Regions from separate parts of the Mus musculus genome. Here regions 1 and 2 are each linked to region 3. A link is a contact called in public Hi-C data. All regions are on one chromosome and are shown on one strand. The core of a region is the stretch at or near the end of the contact, and the rest is flanking DNA. Distances in the headings are between cores, read along the strand shown.

Region 1 (3,789 bases), core at 802-3,301, 180 kb after region 3:
GTATCTATTCCCATTTCCTAACCCCAGCCTGATTCTTCCAAAAATAAATGAAAACTCAGGGAAAATGCATGAACATATTGAGCATACACACACACACACACACACACACACACACACACACACACACACACACACACTTTTCCATGCTTGCTGATGGTCACAATATAATTACAATTTAATGGAAAACTTTAAAATAATATATTGACATCAAATGGCCAAAATAACAAAGCCATTACCAAATAAGTGGGTCCTCCACTTCCACCACCCCCAAGCAAGCATGCCTAGCTGCACAGAATTGAAAATCTCCATTTTATAAGTGACAGTTTTGAGTCATAGTCAGATAAAAGTGCTTTAGCCACTGTCAGCCTGTGATCAAAGGATGAAATGAGTCTTGGATATTTAAGCTCCAGCTTAACTCAGAACCAAGTGCTCTTGGTGTAATTTTTAATATTGCTATTGGGTACAGCCCACATTCCAACACCTACCCACAGATGTTACACCAAATCACACTCCCCAATAAAGCTGTGTTCCCAGATCCACAACCCTGTACCCACACAGAGAATCCCAGAATTTCAGATGCCATGGGATCTGAAAAGCGGTACAGCCCAGCCTTGTGGTTTAACAAATTATCAGCTCTTCACACAGCCCACCGCAACACTCTTTTATCAGAAAGATAGTGTCCACATTCTGTGTGGCAAGCATCCATCATCTGTCCTGGTCCATTGCAAGGCCCACAGCCTGCCAGACACTCAGGCTCCTACATGTTAGTATCGTGGACAACTTTGTTCTGGAATGCATGATGCTTTCTCCCACCCCCATGACTATGCTATCACCCTGACTACCCATATGATAAATCTTCAACAATCTGTTGAGCATCACCTCTGCTGCAAAGAACTCTCTTACCCTCTTGGTCTTGAGGACCACTGCACCCTCCTCTGCTGTCTCCTGACGCTTTTCACACAGCTTTAACAGCATTCTCACCATGTGTAAATCTGTGCTGTTTACATATCTGTCTGTATTCTTTTATTCTAAGTTGCCCAGTTGCTTTTGAGCCAGAAGTTTGTTCTGAAGTTTGTCTTAGAGGGTTTGTTGCTTAGTAGTCTGTCATTTTCTCAAAATACTCTCCCACTGACTCATCCTTGTAATGAAAAGTGTGCACAATGTCTATATGGTTCTCACGCTCTGAAACAAGGTCACTGATGGTGTGAGACAGGCAAACATTTGAGACACCAAGACGGCTATCAGTAATACGAAACAGCTGGCAGTGTGTGGGCATAGGCATCAGTTGTGTATCGTAGATCATATCATACATGTACATGCCTGAATGTTTTTAAGTCAGGGCCCGTATTTCAGTTGTTTCTATTATCCTTGAGGATGAGGCTACACATTCTTTAGAAGTTAAAGGAAACAAAGACAATAGAAGAGAAGATAGTAATGCAGAGCTGGAGAAACGGCTCAGTGGTTAAAATTAAATAAGTTATCTTTGAAAAGGAAAGAGAAGGAGAGGAGAGGAGGGGAACGGAGGGGAGGGGAGGGGAGGAGAGATGCTGAAGTAAATTTAGAGACTCTCCCAATGGTCACAGCCTATATCCAGGAAAGTCTCAGGAAGCATGCTTTTCCAGACAAACCAGGAACCACAGAATTAACCACCTGCACAACACTTCACGTCCTACTGCCTCATCTTTCCACCACAGCATAGCTCCTAGCTCCTCCCACTCACTGCTTGGGTAAGGACAACCTCAAGTGAAAATTCCTACAGAAGTCAAAAGAGCAGCTGACAGCTGACAAGGGAACTCAGGTGCTAAACAGTGAGTCTCATGGGAAATGGGCACACTTTCGGGAAGAAACTCCTTTCATATTGGATTTTCAGCCACCAATCCCTACCCTCTTAACCAACTGGTGTGCCTACTGCAGTGAAGGTGTCTCGGGGGAGGGGGCTGGAGGTCCTCCTGGTTGTTTCTGCACTTACTGGGAAAGCCCCATGACTGATCAAGGCCTCTCCCTCTTGCAAAGAAAACCAGCCAGCCAAACCAGCCAGCTGGCAGGAGCTCCGAGGGTGAGGCTGTGTGAGCCCAGAGCAGCCCTTCTAGCCCTGTGTCAGGCCTCCCAGCCAGGAATCAGGCCAGGCCAAGAGGTGAGGAGTCACCAGTTCCAGCCTACAGCCAGCTTTCTCTGAAAATGTCAGAGCCATCCACTGGGGCCTGGTCCCTCCTGAGCTTCTGCCAATTTGCACCTGATTAGCAGCAGCCTGTCCCCAGTGACACTCCCTCAGAAATCCCACACCAGGCACCTCATTGGTGCTGGAGGAACTGGGCGTCTGGGGAGAAAGACATCTGAGCTGTTAGCAGACTGACAAATCTCAGGGCCTCTCAGAAACCCAGAAGCGCAGGCTCTTACACCCTTGGCTCAAGATTAGTGGGTGCTGGCATTCAAAGGGTTAAGAAACCAGCTGATGGGCACAAATAAATGGCAAGCCCCGTGAATGTAACCACACTGAAGCTGAATGCCACTGGAAGTCATGGTGGTACTTCTACTTGGATGCTTTCCTTGCAAAACTGATGCAAAATGACCTACCTCTTTCTCCCTGGTTACAAAAGAAACTCTAACAAAGATGAAAAAGCCTACGAAACTCTTCCAAATCCCTTAGAAGAAAAACACACTAAAAAAAAAAAAAAAAAAAAAAACGCTGCTTTTCTGTTCAAAAATTCTAAGGAAGCTCATGAACGTTAACTTTTCTATCATCTTCACTGTAGAAAATGAGAATAAATCAAAGTCTTGGTTGGCCAAGGAGAAGTGGACAAAGGCCTTTTATTCTCACTACCTCCAGGAACTCTCTTTGGCACCACAATAAGGGAACCAAAGGAGACCGCCAAAAGGACAGAGAAAACAGGAGGTATGGTAGTACAGGAGACAATGAGGAGTTTGGATGCTGCAGAATAAAGTGAATGCAGCCAAGATAGAGACACCTGAGAATTAAGTGTAAGAATGTGTAGGTATTGACTTGATGTGCCAGGGGGGGTTGGTATGGGGGGGAGTCTCCACAGAGGAGAATGGGAGGTGGGGTGGAGGGGCAATTTGCGGTGGGAACTGGGAGGACGTGTGGCTGTGATCAGGATGCAAAGTGAATAAAAGAACTAATTAATGGGGAAAATAAAGACAGGATAGTTATATAATTATGTTTCACCGCATGTTGAACACACAGTTGCGACCATTTTTTATCAAACCAAAACAAATTTCACATTGAGAAGTGTTCTCCGGGTTCTTAGCCCAATTTGTGAATCTTGTATATCCTCAATATCATCACAAATAAATAAGACTGAACTTTAATAAGAAAATATATACATATACAATTAAAATGGTAGGTGGTTGTGGCCCATGCCTTTAAGGCCAGTGCTGCGCTGGGGTGGGAGGGGCAGAGGCAGGCATATCTCTGTGAGTTCTAGGCCAGCCTGATCTGTAGAGTTCTAGGGCAGTCAGAACTACACAGAGAAACCTTACCATGAAAATCAAAACAAACAAGAACGCCTTCAAAATCTACTAGAGGGATGCAAAAAAAGAGAAAATCAACCCTGTTCCCAGAAAGCAGAATAATGAGACATGAATTGAAGATTAGAGGAATAATTTGGCAGATGCAATAGCTATGCAATATAGAATGCACAGAATCAAAAACAATTGATGAAGCTGGGAGGAAAAAAGTCTTCCAGGCCCCAAGAGATAATAGCAAAATTCTCGAGAAATACATTTTCCATCTGAAAGAGTCTAAAACATCCCCAACATCATGAATATTTG
Region 2 (3,973 bases), core at 64-2,563, 230 kb after region 3:
GCAGCAAGTGCTCTAATGAAGTGGTTCTCGCTAAGACCCCCGCCGTTAATGGCTCCACAGGTCCTGCCAGGCTGCAAGTGGGAGTGCTAAGCTCTAGTCCAGGTTTCTCAAACACTTGGCTCAGCGGAAACAAATTAGCAACTAAAAGCTTTTTCTCCCATTTCCACCCCTCGTGTTGGCAAGAATCAGGCAGATGTCCACTCCTCAGGTGGGGACAAGATGTCTCCATTTCTCCATGGGGGCTTGCGCACACACTTCACAAGGCTCAGAGGCACTTCTAATTCTGTTCTGCTTTTTCTGGGTCTGAGCACATGGGACGTGAGGGGACACGAAGTGCTGCAAAGAATTTTAACAAGACCTGTAGTGAAAAATGATGGACACAGATTCTGTACCAGCCGGAAGAAGAAAGCAGTCCGATATCCCTGTTGTATGTGGATAACAGTTGCAGGGGCTCTGGGGGCACCCAAGAGGAGCTGGTGCTTAAGACGGGGTGTCTATTAACCTGGTGTGTATAGTTTGTAAACAATGTGGCCCCAAATCTGTCTTCCCAAGGCATGGAATCATTTCTATGAACCGAATGGTTATCTAATTTTGCCTGCACTCATGTTAGATCCCACCCCCACCTCCTGCCAGGAAAGAGCAACTGAGTTCAGCTGTCAAGATTTTTATAGAACACTCTCTTTGCATGAGCTACACTGCAAAGTCCTGACACTTCAGAGGCTCTTCCTCAATGCTGGCGATGGTGATGGCAATGACACCTCCATTTACAGGACCCAAGTTGGGAGCTGTAAAGGGGGTGGGGGGAAGGGGCAACTGGGTTCCTCAGGTCTCATCTAGGGAAAAGAGGCCTTGTTCTCTACATCTTTGCAAGACATCTCCATCACTAAAGTGATTTTAAAAAGAGTAGTGGGGGTGCTGACCTGTTTACAAGGTAGAAAATATAACCAGCGGAATTTGTTCTGGCTTCTCTCTCTAAGTCTAGCAGTCTTTTTTCAAAACTTTTCAAAATTTCAGTCCAAGGTGTTGGGTCAACCACTATTTAAAACCTTCAGACATAACCATAAGGTATTGACTGGTTTGCAGGACAGCTCAGTCAGTGGGAAAAACCAATATCCTAGCCTTAAACTCTGAACAAAAAGTGCACACATCCACTAATTGCTCGCAATCCATCTTGTCTCATGCATCTCTGCTGGGTCCCTTGACTCTACTGAGCATCCCAGACGGCAAGCCAGCAGCAGTAAAGGGCAGAGGGTTTTCTCATAGAGTGGCAGTGTTGGTTGCCGAGAGCTCCTTTAAAGGGCTGTTTGAGTTCTCTGGCTTATGTCCCATGTCTCTTGTTACAGATTCTATTCTGGATGGCTAATTTCTCAGAGACAAAGGGCCCTGCTGTCTGGAGACAGTGACACCCAAAAGAGTAGGTAGAGAGGAAAATAAAGTCCTCTGAGAACTAAGGATGTGACTGGACACTTCCTTCTTCCTCCTCCTGCATGAATGGGGTCTCGACCTCAGCTCTCCAGGGACATCAAGAGACCAAGGTTCAGCTCAGCCAATGCACACATCAGTCTAAATCCCCATTTCAGCTCTCTATGGCAAACCCTTCCTCTCTCATCATGCAAACATTGCCTCACCCTAGGATTTTTCCTGCTTAGGCTCTTTTAGGCATTTCCTAAGTTTATGATGTATAAATATCTGGCACTGTAAAGAGCAGAATGGGCCAGGCCAAGGAAGATCAAGGGAAGAGAGAAGAGAGAAGAGAGAGAGAAGAGAGAGAAAAGGTCACTAGCCACCCTTTTTGTATAGCCCTGGCTATACACCACCCTGTAAGGGAGGGTGGCAGCCCCTTAAACAGGAGGGCTGCCAAGATCACAGTGGCCCTGAGCTTGGCCATCTGCCAGCTGGGAATCCACCACGGTAGGGAGGGAGGAGTGGGGGAAAGGAACATTCCCTAGGATGCCCTGAGCAGACCAAGTAAGGAGCTACTCATGGGGCATGACAGCAAACACTAATGACACCAAATCCTATGTGTGACATAGAAGGCAGGGCCATAATCCCCTTTATACAGGCTCTAATGATCTCAAAGATGATGAAGACAGAGAGGAGAGAGGGAGAGAGAGAGAGAGAGAGAGAGAGAGGAGAGAGAGAGTAAAACTACAGGCCTTTTAGCTGCTGCTAAAAATAAAATACAAAGTGTAAGCACATTTCTTACATAAAATCTTTTACAAGCTGGGGGTGGGGGTGGGGAAACACTTTAAACGAATCTTCTATCTTATACAATAAACGAGCAATTTCCATTTCTTATTTGTATGAAAGAGGAAAGGATTTTTTAAACTACAATTTTTACTTTTTAATCATAAAAAAAAAAAACAACAACAACAACAACAAAAAAAGAGTTTAGGGTTTAGTTATGTCTCTTTGGATGAGCTGCAAAGTATCCAAACCTGACTGTAAAAGGTACCACTGTGGGTGTACAAAAATGACCAACTCCAGCCCCAATTAGTTAAGGCAGGTGGATGGAGGGCAGAAGGGAAGGAGGAAGGTGAGGGAGTGGGGTAAGCAGGTAGGCAGGACAAGCTAGCAAGGGTGTCAGCAACGCTCATTATCCTGGACAGGGCTTTCCTTCTGTGTGGCAGGACCAGAGAGAGGAAGCCATGGAGCCTAGAGCCTGAGTCAGAAGACAGTATCCACCATTCCCATGTATTCATCCATCAGGGGACACATGCCTAAGTGGATTCCGCAACAGCGATGATGTTATAGGTCCCCAATTTTAAAGAAGAAAAGGGGGGAAACAAGGCATCAAGTACAAAGACTAGGGTCCTAGATTCCGGGGACTCTCCTGTTCCAAAGGCCAACAGAAGACTTTGCTGGTTGAAAGGGGAAATCTTTTCACTATGGCCAGCTGGGAGCTTGAGCAAGCTAATAAATACTATTTACAAATGGGGAGGGGAGGCCAGGGAGACAGAGCTATTGTCCTGTGGAGATGCAGGCTGTGTATGAGTGGGTGTGGGGGTGTCCTACAAACAACACAGTGGGCAGGAGAGCCTGGGAGAGAAGAGCCTGATGCCTTCAGGAATTGCACTTGCGGCCTGAAAATATGGTGGGAGCCCCATCTGCCTCTGCAGACATCCAATCAGGACTCCGGGGTACAGGGTGGAGAGAAGACTGCAATGACGCTTTGGTCCTCTCAGTGCAGGGTCACACTGGAGTCCTAGTGAGGAAGGGAGCTCAGGAGTCAGTGCTTTGCCACTCCCTGGCATGTCTGTGGCATGTGTGTGGCTAGAGTCTGGGGTCTCAACTGAACATGAGTCATGTCTTCTTCAGAGGAGTCACTCCTCCCGGGGAAGAATCAGGCAGTGTCTTCTTGGCACTATTGGTGGAAACAAGCCTGCTCGTTCCACCCCTATCTCAGCCCTAAAATAATTTCCAATGGCAGTAAGAGAAAGGGATGGAGAGGTGCTAGCTCCCTTTTGTGGAGAGCCACGGGGACACATAAGCAGAACCCCCTGGGCTGGCCTCCTGTCTCGAGCCGTAACACTAGGCCATCTCCTCCTCGAGATCCAGTGGTGAAGGGGAAACTGAAAGGACGATCAGATGGAGTTAGGAGAAGAGGAGGGTGGAGCTCTCCTCAGAAGGTGGCGTTCACTCTCCTCTCCAGCTCTACAACCTTGAGTGTTTCGTTCCCTTCCAGTTTGCTGCTGACCCTGTGAAGGCATCCAATGGAGAGAACAAGTATTAGCCACCAGCTTTTGCTCAAATTCTCAGACACCATAGCATGAGTCTATTGTAGCCCTGTGGGCCAACCCTGGCAGAGTCTTTTAAATGCCTAGTGGTAAGTCTTTGCTCCCTGGGATCCCCCAATAGTCACCTGATCACCCCTACATTTGCACCTTTATCTTGGCGCAGAGGAGACCTCTGCTAGTTTGATGCTGACTTGTTTTAAATTGCTTTCAATGGCCGTTGCTTGTATATTAATGAC
Region 3 (4,079 bases), core at 737-3,236:
CCTGCGTCCAAGGAAGTGGAAGCCTGACTTCCACTGTCTAGCTCTAACTCTCCTCCCAAGTAATGCATCTTACTAAGCTCTCACCTAGGCTTATGTGCTGCTGCTGTTTCTGTCTAAATGGTTGTCTCCCTGTATCTCACATCGCACCCTTTGCCCTAGAAGAGTCCTAAAAGATTCAATCAGTGCCCACATCTCTCAGAAAGCCCATTATCTGGCTCTCTCTCTCTCTCTCTCTCTCTCTCTCTCTCTCTCTCTCTCTCTCTCTCCCTCCCTCCCTCCCTCCTTCTCTTCCTCCTCCTCCTCTTCCCCCTCTCCCTCTCTCCCTCCCTCCCCCCCTCCCTCCCTCCCTCCCTCCTTTTCCTCATCCTCCTTTTGTGGACTAGAGAGTACAACTCAGACCCTAGTTCTAAACTGTCTAGAATAATGGGGAACTCCCCCAACCCCACTTTTCCATTTCATGCGTTAAGACTCTGGCTCCCAAACCCACTCCACTGACAGAATAAAGTACAGTATACCGAAGAATCTTGGAGACTCTTTGTCCTTATTGACACATTAAGAAGAAACTGCTGTATAATGAGGGGAGACAGACCTCATTTGTCAATCCTAGGTGAATCCCTGGGAGATTCGGTGAACCTAGGAGAGTTCAAGGTGCTCTCTGAAACAACTCACAAAACTCACTTCTCTTGGCGATCTGGAGCCTCCTTCCCGAAATGTTGGTTTACATCTGAAATTAATCTGCCATTTGAAGAGAAAAGTATGTTAATGTTAGTGACGAGCAACAGGTTGAAGAGAGCTACCTGAGACCAGAAAGCAACCAATAGTGGTAGACATGAAGGCTATAAACCAAGCCCAGGAAGAATAAGGAATCCGTTCTAGCCTGCTCCTACTCTCCCGAAGCATCTCACTAGACGATCCACAGAGGTACAGTGCCATTTCACACCTCCAGTCGGCAGTCCTGCATTCTCATCCATGCAGTCTAACTTCAAACAAACAAACAAAAACGTTCTTAGCCCATGAATCTGGAAAAATGGAGACCAAAGTCACAGGTAAAGTACATGGCAGCTGAAGTCATCCGGGTAAGTTGGGTTTTTTTTTTTTTTTTTTTTGCTTTTTTTTTTAAAGTAGAAAATATAAACCTGAGAAGTCCTAACTGCTGTGATAACCATTCAAACACACGCACAGATATTCCCTGTAAAAGGACTCAGCACTGCCTTGCTCTGTGGATGAGAAGTGTCCTCGTGAGCTCTTTTGCTCCTGTATAAAGTGAAGTAGAGTGCAGACGAGAAAAATCTAGTCCAAGTGTTAGGCATGGCTGTGAGATATAGGTTGACAGCAGCTGGAGGTGCTGGCGAAGCTAAGCAAACATTGTACAAAGCTAAAATAGTCCCACCGTGATTGCCAAGGGCAGCGCACGAATATAGATCCCACTCAGTGTCTCGCCTGGACACGGAGGAGGAATTATAAATGAGAGCAGCAAGCAGCTCTCTCGCAGAGCTCTGCCCTTCCCCCCAGATGGTAAATGAATAGACAGTTCAGAATCCACTTCTGGAGACAAGACACCACCCTTGGGATGCCACTCCTGGCTTAGCCACACATTTCATGCTGCACCAGCAAAAACTGCTGCCCGTGAGGTCTGCAGCAGCATCTGGGAGCTGCTTTCGGCTGGCTTGGCTAACTCTCCCTTCGAGCTCCTTTAGGAATATGTGAACTCACCGAGAGAAACATATGGAAGCTACAATCTTAAAAGGCTTATTGTAAGTGTTGCCAAGCTTTCCCAAAGTTCAATGCAACATAATATCAAATTAAACCCAGGAAAACAAGACCATGGCTGACCTTTATATATTGTCTTTTCATTGTTATTCTGGTAAGTCATCCTGAACTCAACAATTTTTGGTTTTGTTTTTTAAAAAGTTAGACATTGACACCAGATCTTGGTAAGTGACCGAAGCCAACACACTCGCCAGCAGGTGGCGCTCGCTTACCTTCTCTAGTTGCTCAATGCAGGCTGTGTGGACCACGATTTTGCAGACGGCACACTTCCTCCTGAGAGCGGATTTCTACAACATTCAATTCAAAATACAGGAGAGAAGTGTTAGCAAGCTGTTCTGGAGACTTCCCTGGAATGAACGCGAGACTCCTTAAATTAAGCAAAATTGTAAGTGCTTCTGTTACTAAGCAAATTGAAAACCCCTAAACATGTCAAGGTAACTACCCACAGGCACACCAGTGGCCTAGACAGGCTTCTTCGCAATATAACAGCAATACCTGTTACAAAGAGGGCTTATAACATAAACCAAGGTCTTTAGTCTGTTACACCAGTTTTAAGTGCTACGCCTGAACAACGCAAGCACTGTCCTTACGTTTTCAAACTTTTTCACACATTCCAACTTCACTCTTGAGGGACAGAGTCAATATTCTTATGTACAAAACAAGCATTCCACCCATACTCTCGGAGGCTGCATCTCCATGACTGGTTGCTTTAAGCTTCTGTTCTAGGCACAAATCTCGTCGGTGCTATTTGGGTTTCTACCCAAATCTTCAGGAGCGAGATTACAAGTCGGGATTCACACCCAGGAAGCAACAATAACAAACCACTAGCAACAAGGACAGCGTGGGCCACTGGTTAGAATACAGGTCTTGCTCTATGCCCTGACAGGCACATCACAGATGGTCATTCACTTAACCTTTACAGCCTTGTGAAGTAGGGATAGCCCTTATCTATCCCTGCTTCACAGGTAAGAAAACCCACACGCAGCCAGTGACCGGTCCAAGATCGCCCCATTAGGGCACAGCACACCCAATGTGTCTGGCTCCTAAGTGCCATCAAATTTAGCCTTGATTTTGGGCACGCGTTTAAATTCACAGAGAAAAGCTTTCTGGGGTCTATGTTATCTCCAATGATTAAACACTCGAACATGGTGCACGTAGAGAGATGACCGTATGGGCTTCTGATGTCACTCCTGCCAGCATCGCCTAGGGATGTGCAGAGGCCTCTACAAGGACAGGCCTGAGCAAGAGCTGCCTGCCGGGATAATTCTGTTGGATGGTAGTAACTACCACAGCAGCAAATGCAGCATGTAGTGTGTGAGGATCTTAAACTTTCTAAAGACTGTAAACAGTTACTTTCTTCAACAGGCTCTTCTTCAAACCAGTGCTTGCCTCCCTTAGGTGATGAATTGGAACCACATAACAAATCATTTAATGGGTTAGCTGTTATTTTTCATGCTAAGACACAGCTGTTTTGAACCTAGCATCATACACATAAATATACATATATGCATACATATATATATTAATAAACTAAATATTACCAAATAAATATTAAATATTATAATAAATATTACACCAAACCTATTTTGAGCACAAAAACTCATAATAACAGAGATTATCAAAGAGCCCACATGGGAAAGGCTGGGAGTGCTTGTGCATTTGGAAGGTGTCAGTGTAGACTGCTGGCAACCTGTGACTGATGGCTGGCTTCCCTGAGGAAGGACAGTGGAGCCCAGTGGATCACACCTAACACTTCTGTAGAGACAGGGCCCTGGAGGGACAGACAGCCCTGGGGATGCTGGGGAAGGTAGAAGAAAAGAAACTGTCACTTTTTATTTCCTCTGTGGACCCATCATCCAAGTCTAGACATCAGTCTCTGTGGATAGCATTGATAACTAAGTCACCAGCTTCCAGCCGAGTGCACAGAACACCTCAGCAACAACACTGTGTGTCTGTGAGCTCTTAATGTGTGATCCCCCTCTTGGCATTGGTCTTCCTAACATGATGTAGAACAGTAAGTATGTTTGGCAACTAATTTTTCAGACAACGAAAGATAAGGAAAATCAGAACCTAAGGCTATCGCTCCAAGTGTCTTCCTCTACATCCAAAACCAGAAGGAGGGCTAGGGAGGAAGAGGAGGAAGGAGGGGAGGAGGGAGAATACACACAGCCATGTGGGGAAGAATGTGAAACCGAAGAATCACAGCGATAGCAGCAGTCCTGAAACAGCAGCAGCAATAATACAATTGGATTGCAAATGGTCATAACTAGAATGCTCATAAACAAATAGCCATTGCTCTCCTCTTTCCT

The links. Hi-C and Micro-C count contacts between places; a contact is called where the count stands out from the background.
Region 1: a Hi-C map of the N1E-115 cell line shows a contact between it and region 3, with 2.9 times the contacts expected there. The contact joins two enhancer-like sites. A contact is called at or near these places in 1 of 15 datasets of contacts at CTCF or cohesin (large pre-B cells), 5 of 484 Hi-C or Micro-C datasets (the N1E-115 cell line, bone marrow-derived macrophages, embryonic fibroblasts and 2 more) and 1 of 9 other capture datasets (embryonic stem cells).
Region 2: a contact with region 3 is called in a Hi-C map of cortical neurons, with 2.2 times the contacts expected there. The contact joins two enhancer-like sites. A contact is called at or near these places in 2 of 39 promoter capture datasets (embryonic stem cells and second pharyngeal arch cranial neural crest), 3 of 15 datasets of contacts at CTCF or cohesin (the NIH/3T3 cell line and large pre-B cells), 78 of 484 Hi-C or Micro-C datasets (the AML12 cell line, the AtT-20 cell line, B cells and 43 more), 18 of 115 datasets of contacts at active chromatin or transcription factors (bone marrow-derived dendritic cells, cardiomyocytes, differentiating embryonic stem cells and 7 more) and 5 of 9 other capture datasets (adipose tissue, embryonic stem cells, embryonic tail and 2 more).

The regions. Positions count from the first base shown.
Region 1 is chr6:37,275,245-37,279,033 of GRCm38.p6, forward strand. All of the region lies in intron 1 of Dgki (diacylglycerol kinase, iota), which reads right to left. Among named protein-coding and RNA genes, the nearest start is that of Dgki, 23 kb to the right of the region's middle. Within about 2 kb of position 2,052, at least 58 of the 459 cell types and tissues checked have an H3K27ac peak or open chromatin away from gene starts, as enhancers often do. A contact at or near this core is called in the N1E-115 cell line, where this site is marked.
Region 2 is chr6:37,328,803-37,332,775 of GRCm38.p6, forward strand. It overlaps Creb3l2 (cAMP responsive element binding protein 3-like 2), which reads right to left. Exons shown (of 12, transcript NM_178661.4): 12 at 2,219-3,698. The coding sequence ends at 3,623. Among named protein-coding and RNA genes, the nearest start is that of Dgki, 31 kb to the left of the region's middle. Within about 2 kb of position 1,314, at least 50 of the 459 cell types and tissues checked have an H3K27ac peak or open chromatin away from gene starts, as enhancers often do. A contact at or near this core is called in cerebral cortex, cortical glia, cortical neurons and 3 more, where this site is marked.
Region 3 is chr6:37,095,570-37,099,648 of GRCm38.p6, forward strand. It overlaps Dgki (diacylglycerol kinase, iota), which reads right to left. Exons shown (of 34, transcript NM_001081206.2): 4 at 1,983-2,057; 5 at 679-735. Among named protein-coding and RNA genes, the nearest start is that of Gm52857, 190 kb to the left of the region's middle. Within about 2 kb of position 1,987, at least 39 of the 459 cell types and tissues checked have an H3K27ac peak or open chromatin away from gene starts, as enhancers often do. A contact at or near this core is called in the N1E-115 cell line, cerebral cortex, cortical glia and 4 more, where this site is marked.